Linked DNA regions of Drosophila melanogaster: region 1 is linked to region 2. A link is a contact called in public Hi-C data. All regions are on one chromosome and are shown on one strand. The core of a region is the stretch at or near the end of the contact, and the rest is flanking DNA. Distances in the headings are between cores, read along the strand shown.

Region 1 (3,646 bases), core at 89-2,588, 180 kb after region 2:
TTAGGAATTGCAGAGCAATTTGTGCGAGCCAAAAGTAATTGTGCGTTTATTTTTACACGTATCTGCTACCCGGTCTGCCGATCAGCTGTTTTCGCTGAGAACGTTTCGGTTGAGTGCGGGGGTGGATTCAGCAGTTGTTCGTTGTGAGATAAAATGAATAATGAAATAAAAACAATCAGCACAAGAGTTCAACGACAGTTTCTTGCTCACCTTTATTGTGCGTTTTCAAAATGCTCTAATTGAAAAAAGTTGTTGAAAACTGTTGATTTAAATTTATTCGTTACAAATTAAATACATACATTATCCAAATCTTATTCTGTCGAGTGTTTTAACCAAACTTGTTACAGAAATAAAGTGCTATGATATAACAAAATATTAATTAAAATACATTTATGTTGTGAGGTGCTCGAAAGAGTGTTTATGTGGTGGATTCATTAATTTATTTTACAGCCTAGTTCTTTTCTAGGAAATATAAACATTTTTGTGTTTCTGAAGTTCCTTTAATGCGTTTATTGCCACTGTTTTCCTTATGATACTCCTCTGTACTTGCTAATTCAAGTCGACAATCCCCAAAATGTACACGTTATAGTAATTATTCTCTGTTAATCTCTCTCGCTGACTCTATAAATAAAGGAGTATGGCCATTTCGCCTACTTCTCCCACTCGCGGAACTCGGTTCCATTTGGAGGCTTCACGGTGACTCTTTCTTTGCCCACCTCATTCCAGTTGGTGCTGAGCACGGTGCCTCCGGACTCCGAGAAGGACTTGTTCATGGCCTTTTGGACCTCGGGCGAGGATGAGCTGTAGATTTTCTTGAACAGGTTGGTGAGGGCCGCCTCGCCCTTGGCCTCCTTCTCGTCGATCTTTTCCTCCTCGCTGACCAGCTGGTCCCAGTTCTTGGCCTTGGGTTTCACCGGTGCAGCCACGATGGCCTCCTCCAGATTCTCCCACCGAATTCCCGTCTCCTTAGCCAGTGTGATTTCCACTTTGGTCGAAAAGGCCTTGTAGGAGGAACGCTCCACAACAATGGGATGAAGCAGCTTCAGGTCCAACTCGTAGCCATCCGCCGTCATGTGGACTCGCTTCTGGGTAATCTCCACAGCATAGTTCTTATCGACGGCGTTCTTCAGGAGCACGGTGATGACCACCTTGGTCTCCGACTGGTACCAGTCGTGGCGCACGGACATCTTGCTGCTTCAGCTGGTACTGGAAATTGGGAATTGTTGAGGATTCCCCTATAATTGCTTTCGCCCACTAAACGGGGTTAATTTTATTATTATCTGGAATTATCTAGAATTCAATACAAATGAATGTGACTAAAGGCAGTGCTACCAGATATAAAATGATTATCGACAATCGATTTTTTGTAGCTTAAGTGGCAGCGCCTATTAAGTTTCAACATTCAAACGTCGATATCGATAAGTATCGACGAACCGGTTCAGAAATCAGGGCTGTGAGCGTGGAATAAGGTGTAGCAACGACTCTAACCTTAATGGAACTGTTGGTGCGGCAAGTAATTTCCAGCACTGCAAAAACTTAAATTAAGGCGCCAATTTCCCTTTTACAAATTTGATTTTTTTGTTTGAACTTTTCATCACGATTGAAATAATTTCAACAGACTAGAAAGTTGTCAAAGACAAAAAAAAGGTTACAAGTTCTTTTTTGCAAGGATACAAATCCACGGGAAATTATTTGAAATCTGCTCACACCAACTGCTCACTTCAACTGCAGCCAACTGAAAACAAAGTTCTAGCCAATTTACGGGCACTTTAATTTCGGTACTTCGCTTTGGGGAAAAAACAGCAGTCGAAAGCGCATAAGTCCCGACGACAGCAAACATAAATTCCAGTCGTCTGGATCCACCCCCCTAAAGAAATCCGCATAGTCAAAGTTTGTCCAAAGTGACAGCAGAATTGAAAAGTGTGCGAGGGGCTGGGCAAGTGGCCCAGAAACTATTTACTGCTCTAAGTTTTATGACTTGCACTCGACTTTTTTTGTATGCTTGCCTTTCCGATCAATTGACAATTATCTTGTGAGAATTGAAGAACAGCTGCTAAAATTCGGAAGACACGCCACTTTTGCATTTAAGTGTGGCAAACAAATTTATTCACAACATAATTTTTTCTCTTAACTTATAACTTTACTCTAACATTATAACTTCGCATATTTGCATCTATAAATAAAATAATAAATAAAACTAAAATATGAAATATGGAATATACAGTTACATTTACATTTCACGCGTGTTTTATGTGCAATTCCTGTACAGATTTGAGAAAATGTCGAGAATAACATTTTATTGCATTCATTACATTTCATTAACATTTGCATGCGAAGGGGAAAATTTAACAGAAGCGTTCTATTCCATATTATTATAGAAATGTTATATTTATCGCATGCGAGAAACCGAGCTATGTAAACTAACAGTCTGCATTCGCGCTTAACAGCTGTGCTGAATAGAGAGGGGTAAGCTGGCTGTTAAAATTTGACACGTGTACACGGTGTACATAAAACGACGTAAAAATAAAGTAGAAATGCTGTTTCGCTCTGATGAGAAAACCAATTGGAAAATATCTAGCCAAGTCAAATTGGAATTTAGTAACTAAAGATTATAAAGATTTATATGTACAGTAAATATAGGCAACGAAAGCAAATGAAAACTATGGCTATTTAAAGTACTCATCACTTGGCCAAAAACACTCTTTCACTGCTTCCACTTACGACAATTAACTGTAAATTATATTTTCCATCAAACGCAATCCGCTCCCCTCCCCCCGGCCAACGAACGCAAGCTGGCATCTCGAAACCGAAATTTATCGAAAACTTTTAGTAAAGCAAATATTGACGTGGTTTCGAGTGGTTGGATGGCTGCGCGGGTGGAGGGGATTGGAGTGCGCTGCACTTGGCGGGAAATGCACTTGGACGGCATACAAATGGCGATGCTGCGATGCGAGTGATGATACAAACGACGTGTTAGCTTGCTTGTTTGTTTGTCACTTGCGCCGCGTGCAGAAAGTAAGAGCCCACCCACTCCCACTCGCGCCAGCTCCACAAAACTTGACCTTATGGCTCTCCAGTTTAGCTGCCTAATATGGTCGTAGCGACCATGCACGCCAGCCAACATCTTTCCGGGATTGAGCCCTCGAAAAGCTGACACTGATTAATAGCTTAAGAAGCAGGAAGCCATTGCCGTAAAGCTAGCTACATGCATTGGGTCAGCATTCGCATCCGCCAGCGTCGTTATTTGCATGATAAAAGCAAAGTGCTTGCAACGTTCAGCTGCGCCGATTGAGCAGCTCCTGGAGCAGCAGGGCGCATCAGCTGGGTCCGGCAAAGCCATAAAAGCGAGCCAGAGATGATAAAACCGAAATGGCTGCCACGAACACGTCCGCCGGCGAAGCCCTGCAATTGATAACCTAGAATGCTCGCTCGGCTAGCAACGTGACCCAGTTAACACGAAAGTGCATCATCGACGGTCAGGTACGTCGATAAAGTCACACTCGAAAAGGTAATTGGAAAGCAAACAGGGTGGTCTTTACCATCAGATGCGCCTTAAACTAGGTTACTTTATTCCGAAAAGCCATATATCTTAACGTTGCCAGCGTCACGTCGCCGATCGTTGTCCTTCTCATCGCAGGCGTAGGCC
Region 2 (3,473 bases), core at 724-3,223:
TGAATAGTCCTAGCAATCCTTCGTCATCTTCTGTGGGATTAAGCACCCAATCTAGTCAACTGGTGGAGCAGCCAGAGGAGGAGGAGAAGCGGGAACAGCGGGAACGGGGTAAATCCAAGTCGGATAGCGAGGCTATGGACGAGGATGGGTTTGATTACGATGATGTGGACAGCGGCTCCGGCAGCCTGGCGGGTAGTAACTGCTCATCCAGATTGACCTCGCCGCCAATTACCCCGGATGACGAGGCGCCCAGCACTTCGGCGGCAGCGTCGTCGGTTTCAGAACTAGATTCACCCAGCTCCACAAGCAGCAGCAGTGGCATCTGCTCACTGCTGCAGTCCACCAGCTCATCCGTATCACCCCGCGCAATCAGCAAGCCAAATCTGCTGTCACCCACGCGGCAGTTGGCTCTGTTCAAGCGGAATTCGCCCGCCAAACTGCGATTGGATCTGGAGTCCAGCTATGCGCCTGCGTCACCCATCCCAAACACCATGCCCTGGCTTTCGGTGCCATCGACGCCCGTCTGCGAGGAGGCACCGGATAGCAGGATTAACCATGTGGCTAGCAATTTGACGAGGGACTGAGATAAGGTGCCTGCGGAAAGCCGCCGTCAAGTAGCAGCAGTGAAAAGAAAGAAAATGTGCACCCAATTGCCGCATTCTTTATGATCAAAACTAAAATTGATAAAGCTGTACGTTTTTCGAAGACTAGTAGAAAATGATCAAGTTTTGATGTATTTTATAACTACTTGTTTACTGAAACTAAGGAATTTTTTACCTGGCTGAAAAAATTTAGATTTTATTAAGTCAGAAACGGCGAGAGGGCTGATACTTCCTATTAAACAAGGTGATGCTAAATGGTTTCTGAAGCCACCTCTGCAACGTGTAAATAAAAACGTTCAATATCTGTACATACAAACGTACCTAAAACAAAACACAAGGGAAAGAAATACCAATTGCAGCTTAAACTATGTACTTGCAATACCTTTTAAGAGCTTTTGTAATGTATTTCCTTTTCGCCCCTGAACCAACCAACCACAAAGCGAAAACCACTAAAATAATCCAAAACAAGCAACTGGAGAAATTGTTTAAGAGAAAGAAAACCTCGTACATGTTAATTTAGTTTAAATTTAGTTGTAAGCGATTCTTAACTTACCTACCTACATATATATACACACGTAAACTATATTAAACTTCACATAGAACAATGAAATCCAAAATGCACTGCAACTATTTCTGCTGACTTGCCACACAAATCGAACCCAACCCAATTCCCCCAACAATATTATAAACCCCGCCATATGCACAGCAAAGATCTTATCAAAACTGTTCTAAGTTTTATCAATCCGCTATAGCCACTCTAATAGTTTAGTTACTTCTTGAAAGTGAAAAAAGTTTGTGTTTTCTAGTTTTAATTATTTATATGAAGCGAGTGTGTGAGAGGATTATGATTCATTTCGTATTAGATCGTAAGTCTATTAAGCTAAGCTACACCTGAGCAGTGTAACGCGAATGCTAAGTAAAAGGAAATTATAATAGTAACCAAACCAACTGCTGTTTTCCTTTGCATTTTTTTAACAGGACCGCCAAAATGTTGAAAACTGTTATATATTTTGAATATATGGAACATAAAAGCACTGCTTTGTAGCCCTGGAGCGCAGCCAGCCCTGCCGGTGAAACTTGGAAACATCGATAACAAAGTAACTGGGTATATCGAATTGTGAATATAGTAATTTTTTTTTTGTATATATTTGTCATTTGAATTTTATAATTCATTAACATTTACTGCTAAAGGCTGCATTGGATATAGTAAAATTAAATTACATTTATGATAAGCTGATCTTGATGAAAAGCAGATATGGTAGGCACAGGTTTAAATTTAAGTTTGTTTTTATGATTTCCAGGACGATTAACCACATGCTCAAATTTAATCGATAATCTTCCCTGGTTGCGATACAACTCTCTTCTAAGAGCGTAGACAGAAGCGTTAGTTTATAGCACACACACAAACGCACGCGGTGTCAGCGAATTGCAAAATCAGCGTTTTCACGTGTGCTGTTGTTTTTTTTCCAACGAATCTCACCAAAATAAAGGGTTCCAATATGTCGGATCTCGATTGGGACGATCCAAACTATGTCGAGAAGCCGGCGGTGCATCAGGAGTACTCCAAGCCGAATAATAAGTACGAAAGGAGTATCCGGCGAGATGGTAACTCACGTGCATACAAAGGAGATCGAAATGACTACGGCGGAGAAGGACGAGGCTATCGCGCTAAACGCAATGATTATGGCGGTGGACGTCGCGACAATCGGGATAATTACGGAGCAGGGCATCGTGATAGTCGCGACAGTGCCGGGGGAGGAGGAGGAGACTTTAGCGAATCCTTGAGCATCGCTTCCGAGATGGTCGGAAAAGTTATTGGAAGAGGGGGCTCCAATATATCCCGGATCCAGAACGACTTCAATGTCCGCGTCAAATTGGACAAGTGCGACTTAATAGTCAAGATAACTGGTAGCATCCAGAGCAACGTCATCGATGCTATCAATCACGTTCGCAAGCAGGTCACTAATTCGGGTGATAGGGGACAGGATCGCGATAATAGGGACCACGGTTCCAATGAAAGATATGACGGAGGCGGATACGACAGATACAAGGGGAATAGCTACGAGTTCAATCCCACTTCTTCTGAGTCCAATAAGGACAATGGGGATCTTACGGGCATCATTGATTGGGAAGCCCTGAATAAAGCTTCGGTGAGTACAAAAGAAAAATTAGATATTATACGTTCTAAACGATGTATCCTTACAGATAGCAGCTACTGCGGCACGGTGGTCCAAGTGTCCACCGCTAACAAAGAACTTTTACAAGGAGGCTCCTGAAGTGGCCAATCTGACAAAATCGGAGATTGAGCGCATTCGCGAGGAGAACAACAAGATAACAGTTTCTTATGTTTTCGAGCCAAAGGAGGGGGAAACGTCACCGCCTATTCCAAATCCAGTTTGGACCTTCGAGCAATGCTTTGCCGAATATCCAGATATGCTTGAGGAGATTACCAAAATGGGCTTCTCCAAGCCCTCGCCCATCCAATCGCAGGCGTGGCCCATTCTCCTCCAAGGTCATGACATGATCGGTATCGCCCAAACAGGCACTGGCAAAACACTAGCCTTCCTTTTGCCCGGAATGATTCACACCGAGTACCAGAGCACGCCCAGGGGCACGAGGGGCGGAGCTAACGTTCTGGTGCTGGCACCCACTCGGGAGTTGGCTCTGCAAATCGAAATGGAGGTCAAGAAGTACTCCTTTCGTGGCATGAAAGCGTAATTATCCTAATCGAACATGAAGTGAGTTCCCTTTTTAACCAAAATAACACAATTTGCAGGGTTTGCGTGTACGGCGGTGGCAATCGCAACATGCAGATATCCGACTTGGAGCGCGGTGCGGAGATCATTATCTGCACTCCGGGACGCCTGAACG

What was found. A called contact is a pair of places that touch in the nucleus more often than the background predicts.
Region 1: a Hi-C map of the Kc167 cell line shows a contact between it and region 2, with 3 times the contacts expected there. The contact joins the promoter of Sgt1 here to the promoter of CG7878 in region 2. A contact is called at or near these places in 9 of 107 Hi-C or Micro-C datasets (the Kc167 cell line, the OSC cell line, the S2 cell line and 1 more) and 1 of 6 datasets of contacts at active chromatin or transcription factors (the Kc167 cell line).

Annotation. Positions count from the first base shown.
Region 1 is chr3R:8,303,936-8,307,581 of dm6, forward strand. Sgt1 (suppressor-of-G2-allele-of-skp1) reads right to left here and starts at 1,339. Exons shown (of 1, transcript NM_141526.4): 1 at 255-1,339. The coding sequence starts at 1,187. The coding sequence ends at 651. nac (neuronally altered carbohydrate) reads right to left here and starts at 88. Exons shown (of 3, transcript NM_141525.2): 1 at 1-88. It overlaps tex, which reads right to left. Exons shown (of 3, transcript NM_141527.3): 3 at 3,538-3,646. The coding sequence ends at 3,568.
Region 2 is chr3R:8,120,752-8,124,224 of dm6, forward strand. CG7878 reads left to right here and starts at 1,974. Exons shown (of 4, transcript NM_141510.4): 1 at 1,974-2,752; 2 at 2,808-3,316; 3 at 3,379-3,473. The coding sequence starts at 2,102. puc (puckered) reads left to right here. Exons shown (of 4, transcript NM_079549.3): 4 at 1-1,543. The coding sequence ends at 584.